Linked DNA regions of Pan troglodytes: region 1 is linked to region 2. The links are chromatin contacts, called in public HiChIP or PLAC-seq maps. All regions are on one chromosome and are shown on one strand. Each heading gives the region's core, a stretch centred on a gene start, on an enhancer-like site or on the middle of the called end of the contact. The rest is flanking DNA. Distances are from core to core; before and after follow the strand shown.

What was found. HiChIP or PLAC-seq counts read pairs in DNA pulled down with a chosen protein or histone mark.
Region 1: a contact with region 2 is called in an H3K4me3 HiChIP or PLAC-seq map of stem cell-derived excitatory neurons, with 7 times the contacts expected there. The contact joins the promoter of SEMA5B here to the promoter of DTX3L in region 2. A contact is called at or near these places in 1 of 7 Hi-C or Micro-C datasets (stem cell-derived neural progenitor cells) and 1 of 1 datasets of contacts at active chromatin or transcription factors (stem cell-derived excitatory neurons).

The regions. Positions count from the first base shown.
Region 1 is chr2:126,289,665-126,293,267 of NHGRI_mPanTro3-v2.0_pri, reverse strand. It overlaps SEMA5B (semaphorin 5B), which reads left to right and starts at 1,782. Exons shown (of 22, transcript XM_016941758.4): 1 at 1,782-2,184.
Region 2 is chr2:125,837,658-125,841,115 of NHGRI_mPanTro3-v2.0_pri, reverse strand. DTX3L (deltex E3 ubiquitin ligase 3L) reads right to left here and starts at 2,173. Exons shown (of 5, transcript XM_526285.8): 1 at 1,717-2,173; 2 at 255-466. The coding sequence starts at 1,903. PARP9 (poly(ADP-ribose) polymerase family member 9) reads left to right here and starts at 1,719. Exons shown (of 11, transcript XM_001167453.7): 1 at 1,719-1,891.

The sequences.
Region 1 (3,603 bases), core at 533-3,032, 450 kb before region 2:
TCTCCTGTTCATTCCCTGGTCCTGCAGTATGGAATAGCTTCGTGGTTTTTTGTGTTAATTAAAAGGTATCTCTATATTGCACATACTTCTATTTTTTGTGATGACAAAAACATTCCCCATGGCTCTGCAGGGAATGGGGGTTGGCGGGGGGCACGCTCATAGCAGTGGAAAGGTTCCACGGTGGAGATCAGGAGACCTATCCCTATCTCAGCCTGGGACTCTGGGAGAATGGTCCAGAGCTCATTGTCCTTGTCGATAAAATGATAGATTTGGACTCAATATCCCGTGCTGCCTCTTCCAACTTGATTTTTACCCCAATATTAAATGAATGGGCTACCAGACTGGTATGCCCACACATGCCCGTTTCCTTTCTTTTCTTCTCTGCATCTCTGCCTTTGTGTCCAGAACGTGTTTTCCCTTTGCAAGTTTCTCTCCATTCTGCACATTATGAGTTTCAGCATTTCCGTTGCCCTAGAAAGTCTATCTTTGAGATCTTGCACTGTTTCTCTTTTTACAGTGTCTCATAAACTCCCTTCTTGGATTCAGAACCACCCTTTCTTTCCCATTATCCTGTCAAACTGCTTCTTGCCATGGTCCAGGGGTAGGAGGATGGCAGGGAGGAGGTGCTTCTCTGGGGCTCTTAGTGTCTCAATTCTTCTGCTTTATCTGGGTTTTCCTTTACCCAGAATTTTATTATGTAAAATGCTTCACTCAGACTTTGTTCTAATTATCCAATTTTTGGCATACTCTAGAAAGTCTTTTGATATTTTCCTTCCTCCAACTTATCTATTTTTATTTCATAGTTCTCTTTGGTTATCTCTTAGAATCACACTTTCCTGGTTTTAATTTTTCAAATCCTTTGTCTTTCTCACTCGTTCTTAGGTCACCTTTTTTTACATTTTCAAATATATTTTTTGTTCAGCAGAGGGCTCCCTTCCCATCCCTCTTGCAGCCCGGGCAGCTAGGATTTGAAGCTTGCCCCTTGCATCTTTCTCTCCCGCCTTCTAGCCATCAGAAACACTAGATCACTTAAACTTGTAAACAATTCGGCCTCGCTCCTTGTGATTGCGCTAAACCTTCCGTCTTCAGCTGAGAACGCTCCACCACCTCCCCGGATCACTCATCTCTTGGCTGCTCTCCCACTGTTCCTGATGTTATTTTACTCCCCGTATCCCCTACTCGTTCTTCACAATTCTGTAGGGTGCGTATTACTAACCCCAGTTTACAGCTGAGGAAACTGAGGCTTGGAGAGGTTCGCTCGGTATCGCACAGTTTGCAAGGTTAACCCTAATCCGGCCAGTTCTGGCTTTCCAGCCCAGCCCAGCAGCCTAGCCTCCCTCTCTGCCGCTGCAGGTTATAACGGCTCTCCCCCGTTTTACACGAGGTCCCTTCCCCTTCAAATCCACAGGCAGGAAGATCGTTCCGAACTGACGGGGCTGGGGAATGTGGGAGTCCGGAGTGGGGTTTGGGGGAGCTTCCTCAGGCCCGGAGTGTTGGGGTGGGCAGGCCGCGCCGATGGCCCTCGGGGATGTCACATTCGAGATGGGGTGACCGAGAACGGCAAGGCGGGATGTGGCAAACGGCGGCAAGTGCTCGGAGTCCTAGGTCTTGTCGCCGGAATGCCGGCCGGGGAAGGGGCTTCGGCCCACCGGGCTGGTCACCACACTCGGCAGGCCCGGGGCGGGAGTCGGCCGAGCAGCCGCGGGATGCAGGGCGCCCCCTCGCGCTCCTCCGCGCGCCTCGAGGCTGGCGGGTGCAGCGCCCGCCGCGGCAGGTCTGCTCCAGCCCCCTCCTCTTTTTCGCTCCCGCTCCCCTCATTCTCTCCCTTTGCTTGCAACTCCTCCCCCACCGCCCCCTCCCTCCTTCTGCTCCCGCGGTCTCCTCCTCCCTGCTCTCTCCGAGCGCCGGGTCGGGAGCTAGTTGGAGCGCGGGGGTTGGTGCCAGAGCCCAGCTCCGCCGAGCCGGGCGGGTCGGCAGCGCGTCCAGCGGCTGCTGGGAGCCCGAGCGCAGCGGGCGCGGGCCCGGGTCGGGACTGCACCGGAGCGCTGAGAGCTGGAGGCCGTTCCTGCGCGGCCGCCCCATTCCCAGACAGGCCGCCAGCCCATCTGGTTCGCTCCCGCCGCTCCGCGCCGCCCGGGAGTCGGGAGCCGCGGGGAACCGGGCACTTGCACCCGCCGCTGGGAGGTGAGTCCCGGGAGCTCCGGGCGCTTCCCCTGCGCGGGTTGGGGCTGCAACTTGCAAACTTCAGCAACTCGGGTGGGTATCGGGGTAGAGAGGTAGGGGTTCGGGCTCTGGCAAGTTGAAGCCAGGTAGGTGAGGCTGCGGGCGGGAGGACAGGGGGTCCCCTGGCTTCCGCGCCTCCCGCTGCCACCTCGGCTTGAGAGCCCTCAGCGCTGCTGCGTTCCCGCCGCCAGCCAGCTCTGGGTCCGGGTTGCACTGGGCCCTGCCAGGGCTGTGGTCGGCGCATGTGGGCTGCAGCGGCGATGGGGACCCGGGACCCAGGCCTGGAGAAGGAGACGGACGAGTGAGGCTGAGGGACGGAGGGACAGAGGTGCGGAGATGGAGGCTCAGAGAGGGCCGGCTAGTAAACAGCACTGAGGGAGAGTGCGGGCGGCGAGGCGCGTGGGAACGCGTGGCCCGCCCAGAGTGTGAAATCTCCCGCTCAGGGACGTCCCCGCTCCACCGCCGCCGCCTGCGGAGCCGCCGCCCGGATTCTTCCCAGACCCCCCTCCAGGACGCTCTTGCCCTGACCAGGCCTGCGGAGCGTGAACTCTGCCCACCAGGCTCCAGGGGCAGTGGCTCAGGGCCCCGCACTCCCGGCTGGGAGGGTGGAGAGGGGTGCGGCAGCTGGAAGCGGGGACGCGAGCGGCGATTTCCCGATTTATGTTTCTCATGGTAATTTGTCTTTGTGGTTGGGGCTGCCCATTCACTTTCCGCTCACGTCCTGCGGGAGATCCAGCGAGGAGGGAGGGAGCGGGGGGCGCTCGGGCACAGAGAGGGATGCAGACGGGAGAGGGGATGGGGACCCGCGCGGGGCGGGAGCCAAGAGGGAAGTGGTCGCCGGACCGGCGGAGGAAGAAGGCGAGGCTCGAGAAAACCCGGCCCAACGGAGCCGACTCCTTTGCCCACCGCAAACTTTAAACAAGGAGGAGGACCACCTGCAGCGCCGTTCTGGCCCCCTCCTCCCCGCCCCCGCCCCCCACCTCGAGCCCAGTCTTTGGGTAGTTCCGACTGCCCGCCGCGCCAGGCGGGAGTGGGCCGCGAGTCTGGATGGGGAGAGAGGAGCGCTGGATTCTGCTCGCACCCCTGCGATCCTGCCCAGGCTTTCTGCAGAGGGGCGGGGTGAGAGCAGCAGGAGCCGGGAAGGCTGGCTACCCTGGCGTGCACTCCTTCCCGGCCAACGGAATTGGGACTGAGGGTTTGGAAGCTTGCCTGTGTCTAGACCTCACCACGATCCTACCTTCTCTGGCCCTAACCCCATCTTTTTCCTTCAGCCCCTAGTGAATCCGACCTCCTTCCGCTTTTCTCAGGCACCCCAACCCACTTCGGCCTCGGGGCCTCTCTCCACAGCCCTCCCTGCCTGCTTGCTCCTCGGCCTCCCCA
Region 2 (3,458 bases), core at 924-3,423:
CTCTCCAAATAAATAAAATGGTTTTATTTATTTTGTTTACTTGCCTACTGTCTTTCTGTGCATGACCTGGCCCCCAGTATAAGCTGCCTGAGAGCAGGGACCTTGTCTGTTGTATTCATCTCTGTGTCCAGTGCCTAAAACAGTGCCTGGCTCCCATGTACGTGCCCAGCACATGGGTGTTGGATCAATAATACATGAGGCTGGTGACTGGAGAGGAGGCGCAGGCACAGCCAGCTCCTTCTTTCAATACTCACCTTTTGGAGACAGGAATCCACAGCATTAGGAATATGTCCTTCATGTTGATGCATATCACCAGACGGTGTTTCTGCTTGTGATTGTGTCAGTGAAGAAATTTGAGGTCTCGTGTTCTTCTTTATTGAATTTTCAGTGGGTACCAGGAAAATGGGCACAGGTTTTTCGTCAACAAGTATTTGGTGCTCTCCTTTTTTCAACACTCTCTCCTTAGCTTCAGTGGAGACATTAAACACACACATATACACACATAAAAATGGGAGAGATTTCAAGTAATCCTCTCATTCCTGTGTCTGTACTCTGCCCCAGCACCTCCCAGTAAGGCTGCTCCCTGCATCCTGGAATGGTGTGTTGGCGATGGAGAAAGTCGGGGAGCTATTAAGAGCTCTAAAGTGTGTGGATTAAGTTTTACTATAGAAGTGAAAGCTTAATGACAGTGGAACATTGTCCACCAATTAAACATCATGTTTCTGAAACTGTCTCCAGTCTCCCCTTTCCTCCTTCCTTCTTTCCCTCCCTCCCTCCCTTCCTTCCTTCTTTTTTTTTTTTTTTTTTTTTTAAGACGGAGTCTCACTCTGTCACCCAGGCTGGAGTGCAATGGTAGGACCTCGTCTCACTGCAACCTCTCTGCCTCCCGAGTTCCAGCGATTCTCCTGCCTCAGCCTCCAGAGTAGCTTGGATTACAGGTGCGCACCACCATGCCCGGGTAATTTTTGTATTATTAGTAGAGACGGAATTTCCCCATGTTGGCCAGGCTGGTCTTGAACTCCTGGCCTCAGGTGATCCACCAACCTCGGCCTCCAAAGTGCTAGGATTACAGGCGTGAGCCACCGCACCCGGCCCAGTCTCCCATTTCAATACGCATTATACAGGTAAGTGACAACAGCAGGAATCAAAAGTGCAGACTCCGAATTTTGTAAATACACCTGTGTTTGCTGGCATTCATAAAAAAAGGCAGGAAGGAAATACACCAAATGGTCACATTGTTTATCTTCAGGTTGTTTTCTTTTTTACTCTTTTCTCTTATTTCTATAGTGAGCATATATCACTTTTGTAATCCTCAAAAACACAAAATGGAACATCCTTTTGTTCATGGATGGAACAATGGAACCATTATTTAAAACATAAAAGTGGAATCCCTGAATGACAAGGACAGCAGCTGGCAGGCATCTGGGGGAAGGAAGATGACAGCTGAGAAATTAAGTTAGAATGAGGATATGGAAAGCATCCACACTAAGGCGCCGTCAGCCAGACCCGCACCGGGCACATGTGAGGCCCCATCCTCCACCGAGTGTTCACTGTCTCAGTGAGTCTCTTGGCAGCAGGGCCCCGTCCCTGTCCGCCACCGCACAGTGACATATTTTCTCCCGCCCTCTCCCCTAGGTCAGCTGGAACTGGGTCCGCCTGGAAACCCGGGGGCCGGGCGCCCAGAGGGCTTTCGCAGCCTGGCCGCCCAAAGCTCACCTGCCCTTTCACTGAACTCCACCCGGAAGGTGCCCGGGGCCTCGTGTTCCTGGGTGCTGACCGTGCACTCCCCGCCGCCCGAGGACTTAGAGCTCTGGAAGTAGCTCTCCAGCTTCCTTCGTACTCGGGGGCCGGACTTGTACACCCGCACGAGGAGCGGGGACGGCGGGCGCAGGTGGGAGGCCATGGCTCTGCGCGTCGGGAGGGCGCGGGGGCTCCGGGAGGCAGCTGGGCCGTAAAGGCGCGGCCCGCCCTGCCGACTGGGCGCAAAGTTTCAGTTTCGCTTCCCTGGAGGTCCCTCCCTGTTCCCGGCAGAGCCGCTTCCCCCTCCTCCCTGTGCTGTCCGCACCGAGGAGAGCGGCCTGCCGGGTGAGGAGGTCCGGTGCCTCTGGGCCCTCGGGGTCCCCTCTCCTGCAGGCTCGAGGTGGGCGGGGAGAGGGGGGACGGGCGCGGACCCGGGTCCCAGGGCCAGGCCTCCCTTGTGAGTAGACTATGCAAAGAAAGTAAGTTTCTCCTGTGTTTCTTATTCTTTGTAACTCTTACTGCTGTTATCACTATTATTTGATCCTAAAAAGTAATTCACATTCTGAATCCATGTTAAACTTACCCATTTTTGAAAATTTGAATGTGTTCATCTGATAATTGTGACCTGTTACCCCTTCCCTCCCTCCAACTCTACCCTTTAGACGGGCTTCTGCGGGCTTTTCTCCTCCATTGCTTGATTTAACCAACAGCACTGAATTGTTTCTTGCTGCTCAAAGAGCAGAGCAAGGCCCTGATGTCAAGGGCTGGTGAGGGGAGGCGGACCTGTGAACCAAGGAGCAAAACTTCTCCAAGGCCTCCAAGGGGAAGTTTCAAGCAGAATCTTAATGCATTGAGTGTGGCGGCGAGATGGGGAGGACAGGATTGGGGGGAAAAGCACCTGAGGCTTAGGGACCACTGTGGTCTGAAGCACAGAGTGGGCCTGGGGCCTGGGAGGAAAGGAGATGGGTGAGGGGATGAGGGAGGGAGGGCCTACCTAGATGGGCACTGTCCAGCAGAAATACAATGGGAGCCAGTAGGTTCATTCTAAAATTTTTGCAGCCATACTTTTTAAAGGATAAAGAAACAGATGAAATTAATTTTAATGATTTTTAGGATATTTTTAAAGGATAAAGAAACAGATGAAATTAATTGTAATGATGTTATTGACATATCCAAAACTTAATCATTTCAGCATGTAATGAGATTTTTACATTCTTTTTATCATACTACGTCTTTGCAACCCAGTGTTTTTCTTATACTTACATCACATCTCGATTCAGATTGGCCACATGTAGCCTCAGTAGCTATGTGAGGCTGATAGTCCACCCTGGACAGGACATATTTAGATGGTGAAAAGCCTTGAAGAGCAGTGAAGATGACCTGAAGGGCTTTAAGCAGGGAAAGCAAGAAAATGACTTGCCAGATTTGCATTTTAGAAATATGGTGCTGACAACCGTGTGGAGGACACATTTACAAGCAGGGATGAGTGGCGGCAGAAAGGCCCGAGATAAGGTTTTTGCACATGGCTGGTAAGACTGGAAATGGGCCCATCTTTACTGTGAACAATTTGGCAATACTGTCAGAATTACAACTGCATATACTTTTTGGTTCTGGAGTTCCATTTCTAGGAATTTGTCCTATTGATATATTAGCCCCTGTGTGAAGTGACCTGTGTACAAAGATGTTCTTTACAGCCTTGTTTACAATAGCAAAAGATA